2 separate regions of the Mus musculus genome follow, and region 2 is linked to region 1. Evidence: chromatin contacts called from public HiCAR-type data. All regions are on one chromosome and are shown on one strand. Each heading gives the region's core, a stretch centred on a gene start, on an enhancer-like site or on the middle of the called end of the contact. The rest is flanking DNA. Distances are from core to core; before and after follow the strand shown.

Region 1 (3,687 bases), core at 286-2,785:
ATCCAGTTTACCATCAATCCTGATATAGGTACATCATTCAATACTGTGCTCCACTTCTGAAGCAAAAACAGGGTTAATATTGGGGTAGGAAGGGCAAGAAAAAAAAAACCAACCAAAGGCAAGCCTGGTTCTTTTTTCTTTCTTTCTCTATCTGTCTGTCTGTCTGTCTGTCTGTCTGTCTATCTTTTTAAACAGGGATTCAGGTTTCAAAATGACTGCTTTGGGAGCTGGAATGACCCAGATCATGGTGTTGCGGGGGGCCAGGGTGGTGGTGGCAGGTATTCATTCCTTTGCAGGGTGGCTGTGACTTGAGGTGGGAAGAGGGAACTAGGGTGGGCATCTATGTGAAGAGAGAAAGAACTGGAAATGGTCTTTAGGTACCACCCACCTCTGCAAATGAAATCACTGCAGTGTCAACCCTGCACTGATTCCATGAATTGCCAAACAGGATGAGGTAAGGCATAAGCCCAGAGCCCCCTCCTCCCCTTTTCCCTCCTCCTGCGCACAGAAGGGCGCATCCCTCAGCGAGGTGCACCACGCAGCCCTTCGCGGGCCTGGGCTGAAGGGCTGACGTCACCTTTCTGCATTGAGCTCAAGGACTAGTAGCAGTACCAGTTAGGTGGGGAACAGGGGCGCTGCCGCAGCCACCAGGTGGTAGGGGGTCCTCCTCTTGGGCATTGCAGATTGGGTTCACACAGAAAAACACAATAACCGAGTGGAAACAGTAAGGGGTGGAAAGAAATCTGAAAGGGGTCGTAAGAGCCAGTCGCTGAGGAAGCTCAAAGATACCCCTGGCTTATGTAAGACCCTCTCCGTGCGCCTCCACGCGGTGGCGGCGCCTGTCCCGCATTAGTGCGCTTGGGAGACTGATCGCCCTTGTCCAGTCAGGCAGAAGATTCCTGGCGACTCTCTCCCACAGCCCTGCAGGGTTAGGACTAAGTCGGGATCTTAGATCTAACCCCGCCGTCCTGCGCCCGCTCCCAGCCCGCCACAGGTTAGCTCCATTAGCTCCAACAGGCACCCAAAACTGGCTTGGTAAGGTAAGGAGAGAAGTCCAAAAGAGCAAACAGACAAATCACAACAACTTTCCCCAGGGGCTGATCCTGTCCTGAGAGTTTAAGAAATCAATGCATTAAAAAAAATTTTTTTTTTTTGGAAGAGTGGAAAAATCTGCAACCACCGCCACCACACAGCCCACTTCAGCCTTCGTCGGACAAACTCGAGGGTTGGAGCAGCCCAGACCTGCACCCTACCATCTCACAGCCCCGACCCAGCAGCCTGCGGCTGTCTCCTTGTCCACCGGCTAAGATCGGGTTTGGGGTTTGGGTTTTCCTTCCACCTTTCTTTCTAAGAGCATCACCACACGGTCTGATAGACCGCGGCCCGGCCAGTAGCCAGAAGTGGGCACTCACCCAGAAGACGAAGGAGTAGATGATGAGGAGGGTTTTGAGACAGGTTATCACAGGTTTGGTCTCCATTCTCCTCGATGCCATACTACTCAGCTCCGGCGGCGGCAGTGGCGGCGGGCGGCGGGCGGGCGCAGGAGGGGGAGGAGGCGGGGCCGAGGGAGGCGGGGCGGGAGGGGGAGCGCGTGCTGCCGGAGCTTCCCGTGCGCGCGCAGGCTGGGCGGCGCGCTTGCCTTCGCGCGCGCCCTGCAGAGCTTGGGGAGAAGGAGCAACTAACTGCTAGGAATGCCTCCCAAGTCTGCAATCTGGCCCAGGCACAGACTTCCAGCTGAAGTCAGAAGGAACCTGAGAGCCTAGAGGCTGGGCTGGAGGTCAGGGTAGCCTTTCTCAGACCACCCTAGCTTTAAGATTTCGGCTTTGTTGGAAACAGGGCCTGAACCTGCCTACATAATGATTGTATAGAGTGCTCTTGGCGATTGGACACTCAGGAGTCATGTCCTTGCCTTGTCTATGCCAGGAACAGATTGTGACAACCAGAGAGACACCTTGAAGGATAGTAAGGAACCCTGGAGTTCAGAGACACCCAAATCCTGGCTACTTTACAGTTCTCTATAGACTCCCTTTGAACTTCATAGTTTTCGATTTCCTCACCTTTGGAAATGACAAAAACGAGATTTAGCAACGTTCTTCCTACATATTAGATGTTTAACAGATAACAACAATAACAAAATTTCTTTAAACTACCAGAGATTCATTTGCCTCACTTAGAGAGCACTGCCGTTCTCCTGTGGAGCCCCACTGCAGCAAGGAAGCAAAATGGGAAACAACCTGTTATTTGCTCCAAAAGTTGAATGTAAAGTCACGGTAAGAACTGCACTCCTAGATATCTATGGGAGAGAAATGGAGACACAAGTCCACCGGAGAACTTGGGCACGAATGTGGAGAACACCAGTCCAAGCGAGCTCAGCTGACAAACGGATGGTTCACTTGTCATCCAATGGAAAACTTCGTCTGTAAAAAAGAATGAGGTGCTGCTGACCCGTGCTTCCAAGCAATAAACCTTCCAAGTATGCATAGTGAAAGGAGCCAGATACAGAAAAATTGCATACCGAATTACCCACATCTAAAATAAACAAACCCATAGAGAGGGAAAAATGGGTGAGCGGTTGGTGACGGGGTGGGGGGCAGGAATAAGGAGTACAGCTGATGGCTTGGGTGATTGCTTTGATTTGGGGAGTGAGGAAAGTGTTGTAAAATTAGTAGTGATGGGCGCCTGCATGGTCTTGTGAGAATAATAAAAACCAATGGATAACATAGTTTTCAAGAATGACCTTTATAGCCTGTGAACTATATCAGAATAGAAAATAATATACACTCTACGTAGATTTCCTGTGGCTAGCTTTGCAAAGACAAGCACATAGTATTGCGTCTGCAGAGATTTCATCTGATTCCCCAAAGAAAGTACAGCATCACAGGCTAACTCCACGTGGACGGTGTTAGGAATACATTCTGTGAAAGAGTGAAATAATAGAGTCGCGAAGGCTTGGCAAAGCCTTTCAAGATCAGCTGTGACTAGCATAATTATCACCTGCATTGAACTAGACATGATTGCAGGTCAGTAAGGTCCTTATACAAACAAGAAACAAATATGAGAAAGAAAAAGACCAGGTGAAGAAAATGGCCAAGCATAAGAAGCATCTACATGAAAGAAAAGGATTTTACAGTGATTCTTAGTAATTGGTGCTTAAAAGAAACAGTGAATGCCTAGCGCAGGCCTAGCCAGTCTGGATTATTTGATATGGACTGAAGGGCTCAGAGTCGTTAAAGGTCTTCAGGTGGTTCTGATACTAAACAACATTGATTGTTGGACATTGATTTTTCGATTGTGAGAGATGGCAGACAACTTTCTGGAGGAACAGAGAAACGCTTCTAACGACGTCAGGCTCATGGCTGGAAAAGACTGGGGCCGTGAAGTCAAAAATCGTAACATCTTCTCAAGGATAATTTGATGAGTTTACATAGACTGGAGTGTATGGTTAAAAAAAAACATCATTTTGAACTAACTCTTCATTTCATTTTGCAGCTTTATTTTGGACTAATTTTTTGAAAACTTGGATTATTGTACGCCAAATAAACTATTTACATGTAGAGCTAAATATCTGCATATCTTAAGTAATATAGCTAATAAGTAAAATATTTGCAACTAGCTTTGCTAAGGAATTATGATTGTAACTTGGGGTTTAAGAAACATCATTGTAATTTTACAAAGAGAGGAATTTCC
Region 2 (3,312 bases), core at 157-2,656, 2.3 Mb before region 1:
TATAAAGGCAGAATGTTTGCCTACTATAGGCAAGGATTTGGTTGGATTCAATCCTTAGTCCTGCAAAAGGCAATGTTGTGGCAGGAGGTGGTGGTATATTCTAGCTGTCACCACAAAGAATAAAGTATGAGAGGTGATCAAAGTCAATGAGTCCGATTTGTTCATTCGGGAGTGTATTCATGCACTGTACCCCATAAACATATGCAATTTAACACTGTACCCCATAAATACATGATTTATCAATCTGAAAAATGGATGAGGTAGTGGAGGAGCTTGTGATCCCAATTACTTTGAGCTCAAGAGCTAAAAAATGCCAGCCCCGACAACACAGTGAGACCAAGAATCAAGAGCACTGCAATTGTACAAGTGGAGAACAAAGAGAATTGTCTAACCTTACGATCAGCATGAGCATCTGTTACACCTGCGAGAGATGAAGCTGCAAAACGATGTTTAGGTAGGGTCACAAAAATAGACGCTTTTAACAGTTAATTTTTCCGTGACTTGTGCGTGAGAATAGCTAGGTTACTAAACAAAAAACAAAAATAAACGCACACAAAAAAACTTTCGAAGCCCAGACATCACGAAAGACCAATTGCTTCCGAATCTATGGAGGTGGAGGGAACCCACAGACATGTTTAAAGGCTTGCAGTTCGTTTCAAACAGAAGCCAAGATTAGAAAACAGACAAAACATGTGGATTTTGGGAGAAAGAGGCTGTAGTTGGAAAGATGAAAACCCAGGCAGGATAGGGCGGCTACTGCAAGGGCAGGGACAAAAGCCAAGAACACCAGCAAAGGATTTAAGGACTACATGTGTTTCAATGTTGGGCTTTGGGTGACAGCAAAGGCGCGGCACACAGGAGACTGCATTCAAATGACGTTATTGTGTCGTTGCTCTTGTCCCACAATTGACAAAAAAAAAAAAGGAAAAAGGAAAAAAAGAGACTGTAACGTTTTCTCCCACGCGTCGCGCCAGGGTCGCCTATGGGCGGAGCGTGCGTTGGACAGTCACAGCGCGCGGTCGCCGCAGGCCGCCTTTTTGGGGCCCCGAGAGGAGAGACGGGTGGTTTCTCCGCCAACCCTTCTCCGTTCACCGTCCCGCTGCGGTCGCCTAGGCGGGGAAAAAGAGCGCTTAGGGACCACTGACGTTACTGTGACGCGGCCGCTGGACTGGCGGCGCGGCTTCCGGCGCCTTGCGCCCACCCCCCTTTCCGCTTTCCCGCCCACGCACCTCCTGGCTCCGCCCCTCTCCCACGCACCCCCTCCTCCTGTCCCCCAGAACAGCACAGCGCGGGGAACGGTCGCAGGTTGCCTTTGGAAAGGGCCTCCCGCGGGTTCCCCTTCCGTTCTGCCTGGCGACTTCCGCTCTCGGCCCAGCAACATGGACGCTATAACCCGCCGGCCGGGCGGCCGCTGAGCAGTCGCGGAAGCTTCCCCACTTGAGTGGCGGCCGGCCCGCCTCTCTGCCCTCCCGCCCCACGCTCGCCTCCCTGCGGCCGGCCGGCCCGGCCCTACATGGGGGCGGGCCTCCGCAGCTTGGGCTCGGCTTCCTGTTCAGAGGCGGCCTGGCGCTAGGCGGCGGCCACTCTGCCCGCGCCCGCCTCGGTGCGGTCACCGAGCCCGGGAGGAGGCTCCAGGGCCGCATCTCAGGCGGTTGCCCCGAGCCGGGCTGTACGCCGCCATGGCCCCAGTGCAGCTGGACAACCACCAGCTGATCCCTCCTGGCGGCGGCGGTGGCAGCAGCGGCGGCGGAGGCAGCAGCAGCGGCTCCGCGTCTGCCCCGGCTCCCCCGCCGCCCGCAGCCGCTGTGGCGGCGGCAGCTGCGGCGGCAGCTAGCCCTGGATACCGGCTTAGCACGCTCATCGAATTTCTGCTCCACCGGGCCTACTCGGAGCTTATGGTGTTGACGGACTTGTAAGTGCTGCGAACCCATGCCTGCTTCCCGGCTCCTCACTTGCCCTTCCCGCCTTCAAGAGAGGCTTATGCTTGCCATTTACTGAGCTAGGCTGCTGAGCGTAGAATTTGGAAATTCATGGGGTTTAGGTTCTGGGGACAGGGAGGAGGTAACTATTGGGGATCTGGTTGACGATGAAAGCACGGAGACTGGTTAGTTTCGCATGTTAACACTTGCGCTGAAGATTGTCTTTGGGATTTTTGTCTTGAGTTCCCAACAGAAGTGTATTAATTTCTATGTGGAATATTTTCTAAAAACCTAAGTCGAAGAGTAAGCATTGAGGACTACGTAGAATTCGAACTGAACGGGATTTTCAACGAAGGGAAATGTTTTACATCTTTTTTGACAATGTTTTAAATGAAGGTTGCAATTGTTTCTCTTAAAATGCCGGAGGTCGATTCTGTGTAAAACAATTACATTATAAATTCTGATTCTTTCTGCAACATTTGAAAGCGTGTTAAGTCTTTATGGATGTAGTGAAAGTAGAATACTTTTTTTCTAATGAGCCTCCGGGTTTCAGTCTAGTTACCTATGAAATGCCTTGGGGCGTGATTAGGGTGTTAATACCTTCAGAGTACAAGCCGACTACACGGATGGTTCACTATGTGAATAAAAGGTACTAGGAAAATTTGAAACTCTTTAGCATCTTCTACCTGAGGTCCATAAAAGTTTTCTTTTTACCTATTGTTAGGCTCCCTCAGGTTTCCAGGGAAATACGTTAGTATGTAGACGCTAGGATGTATCTTGCAATACTTTGTTACTGGAGAATTACATTGTACATGACTAAAAGAATTAGGGCGGGCTTCACTTACTCTTGTAAAACATTCCCTTTCAGTTTTGATGTACAATATTTTATTGAATGAGACAAAGCTTAACCTTATCAAAAGTGGTGGCGGTATTACTATTCTCCTTACTATTGAGACGGGGTCTTCCTGTGTAATCGGGCTGGTCGCTAACCTTCAGTTCTGGCTCAGCCGCTTTAGTGTTGGGATTACAAGTATGAGCCACTACACCTGGCTGAGATTTTTTTTTTTTAACACACGATTTCCTCATCTAGTAAGAGCTAGGATTACAGGTGTGTGTACGTCCCTCACCCCGTATGGCTTCTGACTGAGTGATCTGTCAAGCTTAGTTCTTGTAGTAATGTACGTATATTGCATGTGTTCATAAGAATTCAAGACAGTTTAATATATGTCCTGTGCGTAGCTGTGGTAAAAAGACTGATCATGGATCATGTGATTGGTTTTCTGTAAAGAATTTGTAAAAATGTATTGAATTGTGTTCTATTTTTAATTTTAGGATTTAGTTTATGGAGAGAGATCTGTTTTATTGATATAGAATAATCTATGTTTAGTCCCCC

What was found. HiCAR-type assays count read pairs that join an accessible place to other places.
Region 2: a contact with region 1 is called in a HiCAR-type map of astrocytes, with 2.5 times the contacts expected there. The contact joins the promoter of Med14 here to the promoter of Tspan7 in region 1. A contact is called at or near these places in 1 of 39 promoter capture datasets (liver) and 1 of 115 datasets of contacts at active chromatin or transcription factors (astrocytes).

Annotation. Positions count from the first base shown.
Region 1 is chrX:10,482,964-10,486,650 of GRCm38.p6, reverse strand. Tspan7 (tetraspanin 7) reads right to left here and starts at 1,535. Exons shown (of 8, transcript NM_019634.2): 1 at 1,413-1,535. The coding sequence starts at 1,493.
Region 2 is chrX:12,760,067-12,763,378 of GRCm38.p6, reverse strand. It overlaps Med14 (mediator complex subunit 14), which reads left to right and starts at 1,406. Exons shown (of 31, transcript NM_001048208.1): 1 at 1,406-1,912. The coding sequence starts at 1,680. It overlaps Gm14634 (predicted gene 14634), which reads right to left and starts at 1,101. Exons shown (of 5, transcript NR_045852.1): 1 at 393-1,101.